Regions from separate parts of the Sus scrofa genome. Here region 2 is linked to region 1. Evidence: chromatin contacts called from public promoter capture Hi-C data. All regions are on one chromosome and are shown on one strand. Each heading gives the region's core, a stretch centred on a gene start, on an enhancer-like site or on the middle of the called end of the contact. The rest is flanking DNA. Distances are from core to core; before and after follow the strand shown. Region 1 holds the start of CEP128 (centrosomal protein of 128 kDa). Region 2 holds the start of SEL1L (protein sel-1 homolog 1).

The links. Promoter capture Hi-C pulls out the DNA fragments that hold promoters and counts their contacts.
Region 2: a promoter capture Hi-C map of liver shows a contact between it and region 1, with 7 times the contacts expected there. The contact joins the promoter of SEL1L here to the promoter of CEP128 in region 1. A contact is called at or near these places in 2 of 5 promoter capture datasets (fetal liver and liver), 5 of 47 Hi-C or Micro-C datasets (embryonic fibroblasts, heart right ventricle, psoas muscle and 2 more) and 2 of 2 datasets of contacts at active chromatin or transcription factors (alveolar macrophages and skeletal muscle).

The regions. Positions count from the first base shown.
Region 1 is chr7:103,756,906-103,763,368 of Sscrofa11.1, forward strand. CEP128 (centrosomal protein of 128 kDa) reads right to left here and starts at 3,418. Exons shown (of 27, transcript XM_021099567.1): 1 at 3,207-3,418; 2 at 950-1,061.
Region 2 is chr7:104,280,705-104,287,167 of Sscrofa11.1, forward strand. It overlaps SEL1L (protein sel-1 homolog 1), which reads right to left and starts at 2,546. Exons shown (of 21, transcript XM_021099584.1): 1 at 2,304-2,546. The coding sequence starts at 2,373.

The DNA.
Region 1 (6,463 bases), core at 2,168-4,667:
AGTATCGAAATATTTAATATTAGAATTAACCCAGTGATCTTATTGCATGGATAACAGTAAATCTACTCTAGGTTATTTTTATATTATTTCCAAATGTGTCAAGACTGAAGTTTAAAATTTCTGGACTGAATTATATCATATCAAGCCTCTCCAGCTCTAATAGTCTTTAATTCCAAGAGGTTTTTACACACCTATCTCAGACAAAGTATTACTACATGGCCCCAGTGGGTCTTCCCTATACATTTTATTTAAGTGCCCTTTATCAAAATGCAATGTTAAAACACTAAAAAGTGTCCAGAATTTTAAATCTATGTTGTAAAACATGAATTAACACTATTCACTTGATAACCAATGACAATTCGTTTTCCACATATACATTTTATGGAAATTGTGAATACAATTATCTATCTCAATTTTAATGTAAAGACCATTATACCTTGAAAAAACTAAGAAAGATAAGAGAATTATTTGAATATTTAAATATGTAAATTAAAAGTAAACTTTGCTAATATAGTGCACAATCTAAAAATATTAACCTTAAGTTAAATCCTATTAGAGGGCAATCAGAGATACAATGTGGCCTCTGTGTAGTGGGCAGGACCGGAATTTGGAGTCTGAAGAAACTTGAGCCTCAACTGCCTCATTTATAAAATGAAGATAAGCATAATAAATATCATGCAAAAGATGCCTGATATAGTGCCTGAGACAAAATAGGTTCTCAAATACTTGTCTAATGAAACAGATGCATCACTGTTGCTTTTAATAAGATATCTAGTTTGTTCCCCTGAATTTCTGTAACAATACAGTTACAACTATCCTATTTATTTGGATAATGTATGTTAGAAAGGGATTTCTTGCCCCTTAAAAGCCTATTTGTTGACATATTCTTTTCCACTATAAATACGCAAAAATGTCTCATCTCAATAAATCAGGGAGGAAGCATACTTACAAAGCACACCCAGCACATATGTCTGCCTCCTATCATTTCTTCATGAGGTTCAGGGCAAAAGGCCTAGTCAAGTGGATGATCTTTGGTTGCCCCTGTACTTCCCCCAAACCACCTACAGATAAATGAAACAAGGGGATAAAACATATCTACAACCTTAATTTTTTAAAAACAATTAAAGAAAAAATAAGCTCACCCTCTGTGTATGGTTTGTGTACACAGCAGAGAATATATATCATAAACCAGAGAACAGAGAAGATGCTCCTTGGATCATGTGAAAGCCCCACTGAAGTCACAGGAATGCTTCACATACAAGTGCCCAGCCAGTATACTTCTCACTGGAGAATTCCACCCATACCTGGCCATCCCTTGGACTGACTAGATCATGTCACAATGTGAACTGTAGCCCAAGTCTAGTCAAAGATACTATTCCTAAGCATGTCTATCAGTGTTAAATGTTAAACTAAGGCAGGTAATGAAATCAACATATTACTCGTGAATTTGATGGGCCAAATTGTTTTTTGTGTGTTTGTTCGCTTGTTTTGCTTTTTAGGGCTGCACCCACTGCAGATGGAAGTTCCCAGGCTAAGCAGTCGAATTGGAGCTGCAACTGCTGGACTCCGCCATAGTCAGAGCAACATGAGATCCAAGCTGCTTCTGTGACCTACACCACAGCTCTCCCACGGGAACACTGGATCCCCAACCCACAGAGTATCGAGGACAGGGACCTAACAAATATTCTCATGGATACTAATCGGATTCGTTTCTGCTGTGCCATGATGGGAACTCCCTCAATTGTATTTCTAAGGCAGTAAATGAACTATGTGCTAGTACACCCAAAGGAAATATTTTATAACTGCCCAGATCTTCTTACGTTAGTATTGCAATTAAATAAGTAAAAATAAAATGCCTTTGGTTGTCAGAGCTATGGACAGAAATATTTTCCATTTTTTGTGACTACTTTCAAAGCAGTTTGTAAGAATCCACAGAAAGTTATCCAGTAAACTGGTAGTTGTCCACATAAAAAGTGGATCTGGAAAACATCCATAAACCACTCCAACAAAAAAAGGTATTCTGTTAATCAACAAGTCAAGACAGAATTCAAAGTGACCCAAGTCATGCAATGGCAGAGAGGACACAGGTCTGATACAAATTTCACTCTTAACAAAGCAGCAAAGTTCACCGCATGAGTCATAGGCACACCCAAATTTATCTGTGCAAACATAAAACTACAAAAAATTTAATCTTCTATCTATGCTGTCCAATACAGTGGTCACTAGCCATATGTGGCTAATAAGCTTTTGAAATCTGGTCAGTTTGAAGTGATGTGTGCTATAAACTTAAACTACACACAACTGCTTAGTACCTTTTTTTTTTTCCTAAGTTTTTTAGTATGTAAAATGTCTCAAGTTTCTTATTGACAACATGTTGAAATGAAAACATTCTGGATACATTGTACCAAACTATTTACAAAGTAATTTCACCAGCTTCTTTTTACTTATTGAGTGTGGGTACTAGAAAATTTAAATTTGCCTGTGTGGCTCACACTACGTTTTTACAGCACAGGTCTGCATAATTAAAAATAAATAAATACTGAGCACTTCCAATGGGCCAGGCCCTGTATTAGAAATTTTACATAATACTTGGCACAAGGCTACAAAGCCTATGTGAAAGTGACAAAGCGCCATCAAACCAATAAAGGATGTCGCTGGAATTCAGTATCAGGTGTTCCTACAAAATAATTCAAGGAATTGTTAGCAGATGACGTTAGGGCAACAGCCATATAGTCAAAAGAAGGACAAGTCACCGATACAGCATTCCCAAGGGTAGCAAATTTTTGCGATTCTAAAACAGGTACAAAACGTCAAATTATATCGCAGGCCCGGCAAAAGTACACGTAAGGAGGGTGGCAAGAACGAGGCTAACTCCTTGACAGCTCAAGCTTTACTGCTACTAGCGGCAGTACAAGCTGCTCTCAAAAAAGGACAACCAAGTTGAAATTCCCTGTTTAACCTGCCCAGGACCTGACTGTGGACATCCACGCCAAGGGCGGGGTCACCGGGATGCCAGGCACGCCATCTCCCCCAACTTTTACACATACACCACCCACCCAGGGCCCTATCCCAAATCTCTGCGTAGATCTGACGTCCCCACCACGGGGAAGAGGGGAAGCGGGAACCTAACATCTACGATAAGACAGGGAAGTGGTTTAAAAAAAAAAAAAAAAAAAAAGGCGAGGGGACGGTTTGGGGGCAGGTACCTGCGATAGAAGAGGACCCCGGGCCCTTAATGCCGGATCATCGCCAAGGCCCCACAGGGCTCCCGCGTCCACCAGCGACCCAGAAGGTGTAACTGACCAGACGCCGCGGCACAACCGACTCAACTCTCCTCAGACTCGCAGCTATGGCAACTTGAACTAGCCGCCCAGCCGCAGCAAGTGTACCGAGCCCCGCTGCTACCGCTTGGCCCTCTGGGAGTTGTAGTCCCTCATGCTCAAAAGCAAGGAGTTACTAAGGAAGATCGGCACCAAGAGAAACTGCATTTCCCAGGATGCCATACGACTGGCCTTCTCTTAACTTAACCGGAAGAAGCCGGATTTGCAGGCACCTGAGTCCCTCGGCCGCACCCTCCTGCCCTGCTCTTTTTTTTTTAAAGGGCCAGTTGCTTCTAAAGAGGCAAACACCAGAGAGTGAATTAGAGAGCTGACGCTAACATAGTCATAAAAGCCTAAAATATTTACTTTGTGAACAATAACAATTCAAATTAGTTGCAATACTAACATAAATTATGTTTCTTTTACTCCTTGGGGAACAGGAAAAATTTCCAGCAGCGAAATGTAAAAATCCCCTAATACCAGGGCACAATGTCTTTTTCTGAAGGTTCATAAATTCTTAGAACTGGAAAGGAACAGAGAAGATTATCTAATCAAATCCTTTAGGCCCGGAAAGAGTAAGTGACTCGCCTAAAACCACATAGCTCATTCATGGCAAACACAAAGTACATGAAGCTGTCACTTCATGGCTGCTGCTACCTTCAGTGTAGGGTTGTCATCTCCTCGGTCCTTCTAGAGCGTGAGAGAGACACACTCCACTCAGAGAAGTGGTTTCAGTCCTGAAAAGGTAATAACAAAAACCTCAAATAAAACAAATAATTGAACTTTGCAAAAGCTAAGTGAAAATTAAATTAGGTGGAGCATTCTTTCTGCTCCCCCCAAAAGACCATCGATTCTTTCTTCCTCAAGGCTAAAATCAAATTTTACTTTATCTGTGAAAGCTTTACCTTAAGAAGAGCTAGCTCACATTTTTAAACTACACAGTTTCCCTATTCTAATAAGTTTGTACCGTAATCATCTGTTTCCCAGTTGGTCTCCTCTGCCACACTCTAAGTCTTTCAAACACAGAGACTAACCTTTTAAAACTGTTCTCTCCCTTCTCAGCTTTTCCCCACTTCACACTCTCCCTTTCTATTTCCCTCTTTCTCTCCTCCTCCCCCAGCCATACACACACACACACACACACAAAAATCATAAATAATGTATTAGAATCATTCAGATATTTGCTCTAGTCATCACTGAGCAGTAGTTTATTTTATATTCAGTTTGAACATAAAATAATTCTTCTTAAGATCTCCCTGTGTATCTGCATCTATCTTCATGCTGTTTGCTGAAAGACGTGATTCAAGAATACACTCCACTTAATACATAAATTAAGATAATTCAGAACAGCCTTAAATTTTCCAAATATGCATGTGGAAGTATAATAATAACTCTTTAACATTTTAATTTTTCCAAAAAATGTATTTATTTAAATCAGCAAATGTATACTGAATCTTTCTATAATCCATTGTATAAGACACCGAAGGTACAGTAAAAATGAGGAGATAAACAACATAATCTCTGCCCTCATGTTGCTCAGAGTCAAGTGAGAGAGAGAAATTATTAAAAAAAATATATATTTCAAATTCAGGTGAGAGTATCACATAGGCTCTGGGGATAGACATAAAAAAGAAACTTCAGAGGAAGTGATAGCTAACCAACTGCAGGAAAAATGGCTACCAGCATTCCTGTTGTGGCTCAGAGGTAACCAACCCAACTAGTATCCATGAGGACATGGGTTCACTCCCTGGCCTTGCCCAGTGGGTTAAGGATCCAGCATTGCCATGAGCTGTGATGTAGGTTGCAGATGTTGCTCAGATCTAGTGTTGCTGTGCCTATGGCATAGGCTGGCAGCTACAGCTCCAATTCCACCCCAGCCTGGGAACTTCCATATGCCACAGGTACAGCCCTAAAAAGACCCTTAAAAAAAAAGGAAAGAAAGAAAAAGGAAAGAAAGGAAAAGGAAAAAAATGGCTACCAATAAAGCTAATGTAATCTTAGGATGCATTAATAAAACTTATTTTCCCACTATCTGTCTTTTCTGGTTCAATCATATTTAGAGAATTAATTCTGCAGGTCCCATTTTTAAAGTGAGATTAATAAGATAAAGTGAAATCAGAGGATACAACTGGGCCTGATGGGTAGAGAATCACATTTGAGTTCATGATGACCAAGTAATTTTAAAATATATTATTAAATTTATAGTAGTTTTCTGTCATATGGTGTGCTGTCAATACACAGATAGGATACCCAGAAAAAAGAGTGGAGTCAGATCATAGAATCTTTATCCTTAACAAAAGAGAGAAAATAAGAGAGCCAATAAAAAAGATTTTACACAAAATATACCTTATAACTCCCGCATAACTTTTTTTTTTTTTCTCCCACACATGTGGCATATGCAAGTTCCCAGGCCAGGGACTGAACAATTGCCACAGCAGTGACCAGCTGCCATGACCACATCAGATCATTAACCCACTGGACCACAATGGAACTTTCTCCCACATGACCTTTATTGCTTTTAATTGATACTCAACCTGAATCACCTAAATTTAGAGTTAAAAAAAAAAAACCTGCAAGGATTATTACCTGCAGTACATAATCTTCTTCCACAAACAATGTTAATAGAGGCACAGAGAGGTCATGTGATATATTTGGTTTGCAGGGACTGCCATAATAAAATAGATGGCTGAAATAACAGAATAGGTGGCTGAAACAACAGAAATTTATTTCTCACAGTTCTGGGGCTGCAAGTCCAAGATCAAGGCATTAGCGGGTTTGGTCCTCATGAGGCCTCTTTCCTTGCTTTGCAGATGGTTGTCTCCTCTCTGTCCATCCCCATAGCCTTTACTCTGTGCAGGCAATTACCTGGAGTCTCTCTTCTTATAAAGATAGAAATCATATTGGATTAGGTCCCCATCCTTATGGCCTCATTAAACCTGAATTACCCCCTTAAAGGCCCTATCTTCAAATATAGTAACATTGAGGATTGGGGCTTCAACATAAGGGATGGGGAAGCAGGAGAACACAATTCAGTCCAAAAAAGTTACCTATTCAGGATTAGCGTCATCAGTGTTTCTCCCCCATGCAATACTTTGATAAAAGTAGGTGTGGCAAAATTACATGCCCCACCCACATTACCCCTT
Region 2 (6,463 bases), core at 1,296-3,795, 520 kb after region 1:
TCTGAGAGAAAAAGTTATAGCATTTTTCATTATTATCTTGAGAAAATAAAGAAATATCTTTCAAATCTCCTTTAAATTTATACACATTTCTAATAAAAGTATTATATTCTTACATGTCTTTAAGACAAGATACTAGATAATAGCTACTAACAATGTAAGGATCAAGATTTTCTTTGTTGTTTAATCATGTCCTAGCTGGCAATACATGCAACTTGCTCTGGGTACCTACTAACATTCAAACATTAAGTCGACACAAAATTATGACCCAAGAGTTGACTTTTAAATAGGAGTAAACCTTTAAATCCAAAGTAAAAATGAGGCTGATAGTCCATAAAAATAAGCAATTTAATCAATAAAAAAGTCCTGAAAATCCATTTACTCAATTTATACAACTTTATCTCATATAACAGTTTTATGATATTTGTACTTCATGTGAGGTTAGTAGTGCCTTTATCACTTGTCAGCATTAACATCTATATTGTTCTAGTTCTGGTTAAGATTTTTGCCTCTACCAGAGAAATGTTTTTTCTCTAGAAATTTGTTTCAACTGATGGAAATCAGAGCAGTCGTTTCATGAACGTAGTCCTCTGTTTATATCAACACAACCAAAGATTTAACACTTGGGTATTAATAGTCTCCTATTACAATAAACTGAGAATTCCAACTGATTAAAAGACTTCAAGTATCATCTCCACTGACATGGCACTTTAGATGTATGAAATCTAGTCAAACGAAGATGCAAGAAAATGTATGTTTTGACTTTCTTTAAATTCTGCAAACTGAATTCAGAAGGATATGTACCATGTTCTTTAAAACTAGTAGTTCTTACACTTTAGTGTGAAGAATCACTTGTGAAGCCTGTTAAACTACAGATGCCGCAACCTGTTCCAGACCTAAAACTGCATTTATAACAAACCCTTAAGAGGAATTCTGAGGCAGGTGGCTCACAGTCCTTAGGGTACTTTACTCACTACACTCAACCGTTTCATTCCATACCTCTTAGATCAAACTGCTAGCTAGCAGTGCTTCAGAAGTTACACAGTGTTTTAAAGATATGGTCATAAACACAAATCAACACTAAAAGGGGAGGTGGGGAGCAGACCTCAAAGCATGATGTTGGCAGGAAAGTAACTGGCATATGCTCGTTGCTTTTGAAATGGTATCTTAAGCTACATTATGGATAAAATTTTAGGTTTAGACCTCTTATTTTAGAAGCAGAATGACGTTACAGCATTGACTTACAACTAGGACAGATAATTTGAGGATTCAAATAACCATCTGGGAAATTTTCTGTTGGAAAAAAAGTTGACATTTATACCCTGCCTTGTTCCAAAAAAATTTAAAGCCACAGAACAGCTGTTTTGTGAACTGAAACTGATTAAAATTCAAAAGCTTTATTGTACTAATTGTTTCTCTACCAACAGTTAGAAACACTAAGTATTTCGTTACCAACACTCTCAAAATAGACGTTTTCAAGTGTAGGCAGATTAAACTATTAAAAAAAGGGAAATGATCATTTCAAGACCAGAGTATAAATCATCTAACTGGAAAATCAATTCAAAAGCATACGAATTTCTGTACCTACGTAAAAAGTTAAAACTAGATGCTATCCACTTTACATTTATTAAGCACCAAGATTTTTTTTCAGAAATGGTAGTTACTCTCAGAAAACATGGGGCAACTCAAACTGTGAGAGAGGTAAAAACCACTCTCTTAGGAGTATTTCTTTAAAATGGGTAGACAGTAGGCACAATTAAATAAAAAGTCTTCGTTTTTAGAGAGACAGAGACAAGACCACCTCAGTTGCTAAACAAACCCACCAAAAAACTGTGGACATCCTGGTTCTGATGGATCCGGCTCTGCCCAGTGACAACCCCAGGTGTGTCAATCACTAAATTTACAAATCCCAAATCCAGAGTTTCGAAACTGATGCAGCACACAATCTACACGAGCTTCGTGGAAGCTCCGGTAGAGCTCCTATGTCACTGGAGGTCTAAGCCAGCTGTCCGGATCATTCCCATGAAGCCAATTCCTCACTCGTGACGAGTCGTGTAAAGTTTGTGAAGTGAGGAGAGGTGTAGGCAGGGTGACCGCCCCTTCTTTTCCTCCCCTCTCACGCTCCCCTAAACACTTGCTCCGGCCCAGGCCAACCCAAGCCCCAGAAATGACAGCAAGTGACGAGCAAATGCGAGCTGTGACCAGAGAGAGTGGAGTCTCCAGCCGGAGCCCCCACGGCCCTGCCCCGGGATGGAGGCCGGGGGGCGGTGGCTCCTGGCCTCCAGTCCGAGGGGGCGGATACTGACCCGAAGACACCGAGGCCGAACCCAGCAGCACCACACACAGCAGCAGCGTCAGCCTGACCCCGACCCGCATCCTGCTCTCAGGGCCGCTGCACCCCCTGGAGCTGTCGCTTTCTGCCTCAGCCACCACCGACTCAGCCGCCGCCGCCGCCTCGCCGCTGTTCTTCCTGCTCTGGCCTCCTTCCTCCGCCCCTTCCCAGGCCTCCCTTCCCCAGCTCGCAGCCAATCTCCGCCCGCCGCCGCGGGCTCCTCGCCCAATCGCCGCGACCTTCCCGCCCACCTTATTGCCCCGCCTCCGGGGTCAGGCATTGGCCAATCATTATGCGAGCCCCTCACACCGGCTTTTCCGATTGGACCACGGTCTCACCGACATGGCCCCAGCTAATTGGTAGCTCCTGTGTCCTACCCTCCCGGAATCCGAGCAGGAGTCCAGGGTTGGGAAAAAATCGTCACTCAGGACTGCAATTCCCACAATGCACTTCATGGGCCTCTCTCGGTGTGTTCTCTTGGGAATCGTAGTCCATGGTGGGGGGGGGGGCAATGTTTAAAAGCGCTGGTGGCTCTTCAAGTTAAGAAAACTTAAACACTTGGGCTAGACACTAACTCAAGGCCGTGAACTCGCAGTTTTTTTGTTTTTGAGCCAAATAAATATAATGAAACACATTATAAGGTTAAGAGTTTGTAATGTATTCAGCTTTTCTTCCCCTTTGTTTTATTTAGAAAATTTGTATTGGATATAGATATCAGTACTGAGGAAAAATACAACAACAAGACTGAATTCGAGGTATTTTTTATCGTAAACGAAAACAATACCAGGATGGAACTCACTTGGTTTTCCTTTTCCCTAAACAAAAGGAAATAAACCCCACCTCGTACAGACCTTGTCAATGCTAGTATTCATTTTAACGGAGGGCTACCAGATAATAAGTGCCTGCGAAAAAGAGGCCAAAAGTCTTTACAAAACCCTTTCAAACGCCTGTACGCATTCCTTTTCTCTTGCATTCCGAGTTACATTGCTCCCTTCCTCATTGACTACCTAGATCCTACATTGACTACCTAGATCCTACATTGACTAGGTTCAGAAGTCTAGATTGATGTATTTGGAGATAAAGGTGACAGCGATTGCAGTGCAGGAGTGGAAATAGTCTTGTGTTATCAAGTACCAACTCCAGGCATGCTCCCACTATGTAATAGGGCAGTGGCTTGGTATTCCTGACCCTTCCTCAATTTGTGTCATTTTGCTTTGCTTAGTATCCAGCCACAGTCAGCTCTTAGATCTGGAACCTAGACAGCCTGAGTTCAGGGTTTTGGAGAAGTCCACACTGGCCAACATGTCTTGATACCCAACCTTATTTCATAGAAGAGGATTAAAAAAAACTATTACTCAACATTCACAATGGAGGAGATGAAGGAAAAATATTGTCCCGTGAAGAAGTGTGCTCTTTTTCACTACTATCTCTTTGGCACTCATCTCTCTTTCTATCACTAACACTGCTTCCTAAGAGGTCCTCTGGTTTTAAATCATAGAGTAAACTCTGGTATATTATGTGACCATTTTCCTCTTTCTCACGAAAACGTCCCTGCTGGCTCTAATTTTCCCTTAGTTGCCTGGTGTGCCCAAGTTCTAGCCATATTCACCCAAACCATTCTTTCTTCATTCTAACCTAAATCGTGCGCTGTGGCCACATTAACTTTCCTTAAACACTGCTTTCATATTCTTGTTCAAAAAATTTTAATGGCCACCTTTGCCACAGAATCAAAAAATACTAGGGCTTATATTGACAAAACAGAAACTTGTGCTGACAGTTCTACTTTCTTGGGGCAGTACTGGGGAAGAAACTTCTGCCTTCCACAGAAAAAGGCCTTCTGCCTTTTTTTTTTTTTTTTTTTTTCAGGCATACGGACATTCCCAGGCCAGGAATTGAACCCAAGTCATGGTTTCCACTGAGCCGTAATGGGAACTCCCAAAACAGTGATTATTTGATTGATAAGATTGGGAAATTTCACTGCTTGGTTAAGACCCAACTTTTTTTTTCATCTTTTTCTTTACTGAGTCCTTCTTATCCTTAAAGTCCTGTGCTTCAGAAGTTCCCTTGTGGCACAACAGAAAAGAATCTGACTGGTATCCATGAGGACGTGGGTTTGATCCCTGGCCTTGCTCAGTGTGTTAAGGATTCAGCATTGCTGTGAGCTGTGGTGTAGGTCGCAGATATGGCTTGGATCCGGTGTTGCTGTGGCTGTGATATAGGCTGGCAGCTGTAGCTCCAATTTGACCCCTAGCCTGGGAACTTCCACATGTCTCCGGTGCAGCCTTAAAAAAAAAAAAAAATCCTGTACTACAAAGACTAATGTCTAACTTCTCTTTTACTGTTTTCCAGATTTGCAAATTAACGCTCACTTGCCTTTTCAGAGGCTCCCTTATCCTCTCCCCACTGCCCTTGCTCCTTCTTCTTAGCTACAACCCTGTCATCTTTCCAATTTTACTTGCATTTCATCTTGGCTGAGCCTTCTCTGCTCAGGCCAGTCCTTATTAATCCTCATTTCTACAAGTGTTTAGAGAACAGTCACAAACTTGCTTTCTAAATGGATTGTAGCTTGCTGAGGCCAAAGGCAATTATATAATTCAGTGTATAAGTATATAGCATTGGACTTGTCACCTACCAGCACTAGATAGCTATTTGTTGATTAATAGTTACACCTTACCTATAACATGTTTTGACAATATTTTCAAAGCACGTGCTGTCTACCATAGTTTAATTTTAAAATACCTACCACAGTTTTATCTTACAGAAAAATATTAAGGAGCACTTGAACCCTGATTATACACGAATTTTACTTCTCTCCTCTTCACTTCATCTGAAAGTTGGTTATGTTAATAATACTGACTTTGCCAGGTCTGTTATGAGGTTCGAAAGAGATATACAGGGGATAAAAGTTTTTTCTTCATTGTAGAACAATCTGCAAATGTTATTTCTTATTGGTTGCTTGGTTGAAGCAAAGAAGCAAAGCAAACTAAAAATTAACTTTTATTAAGATTACTAAAAACAGTTAGTTTTATTGCCTTAATTTGAAAAGGGTTTAGAGCTGCTAGAGCTATTGTCTTTAGCCAGCAATGAGTAATTGACGTGTTCTGAGACCTTGACTTCCTGGGGGAAATTCCAGGTATCCAGAGCAGGTCTAGAATGCAGTGTGGAAAAGCTAGATTTATTTTGTCAGCCTGCTACATTGCATGATGGTGAATTAGTGAAAAGGTTATGAATTCTCGATGGTCTTATCCAGTCTGAGCATAACCCCTCCAGGTTTCTTGCCAACATTCCCAGTTAAAGTTATGTACTCACTCTACTTGTACCAAATGTTAACATTATTTATTAATTCACAGACTTCCTTACTATTTGTTCAGCTGTCTGTACTCTGTTCTGCTTGTCTCTATCAGTGTTCTGGGTCATTGTCATAGATTTCCAAGTTGCAGACAACCTGTTTGCTCTGCATTACAACACAGCATAGGACCCAATGGAGATAGATAATAAGTGCCTTTTTATGCAGTTGACAAGGATGTAACCTTATTCCATTGAAATTAATCAAATAATGAGCAAATGTTGAGAAGCTCCTGAAAGTGTTGAGGACATGAATCCAGCTTGCTCTTCATTTAAATGTGATGAGATAACCCTGGAAGACTTTTCCTGAGAATAGAGTGATTGTCACCACCTCTAGTGGAGTATCTTTGCCCGTGCTATTCTTAGAGATCTATTTGAGTTGGCAATGGGCAAAGGCTGCTAGCACCAGGTCTGCCAGGGCAGGTTTAGGAAGAAGCAAGGAGCAGGACATTTTCCCCTTAGGGTTTGGGGAAGAAGGTAGAGTACTTTCTTTGATGTAGAAGAGGTGCATTCAAGTCATTATTTCTGTCTTTCTTTTTTGTGGATAAATGGAAATATAAATCCTTGCACCATATTATGAGATAGAAGCTGATACCTCTCGGTGTACATTCTGAGTTCCTTGAGTAAATGGACAATGGCTTTATATCTCATTGTATCACCTAGAATTCCAGGATTGTATATGACCGGTACACTATTAGTAATGAAAATAAATAAGCTTTGGGAGTTCTCTGGTGGTGCAGCCTGTTGGGGATCCGGCATTGTCACTGTTGTGGCTTGGGCATGAGTTGG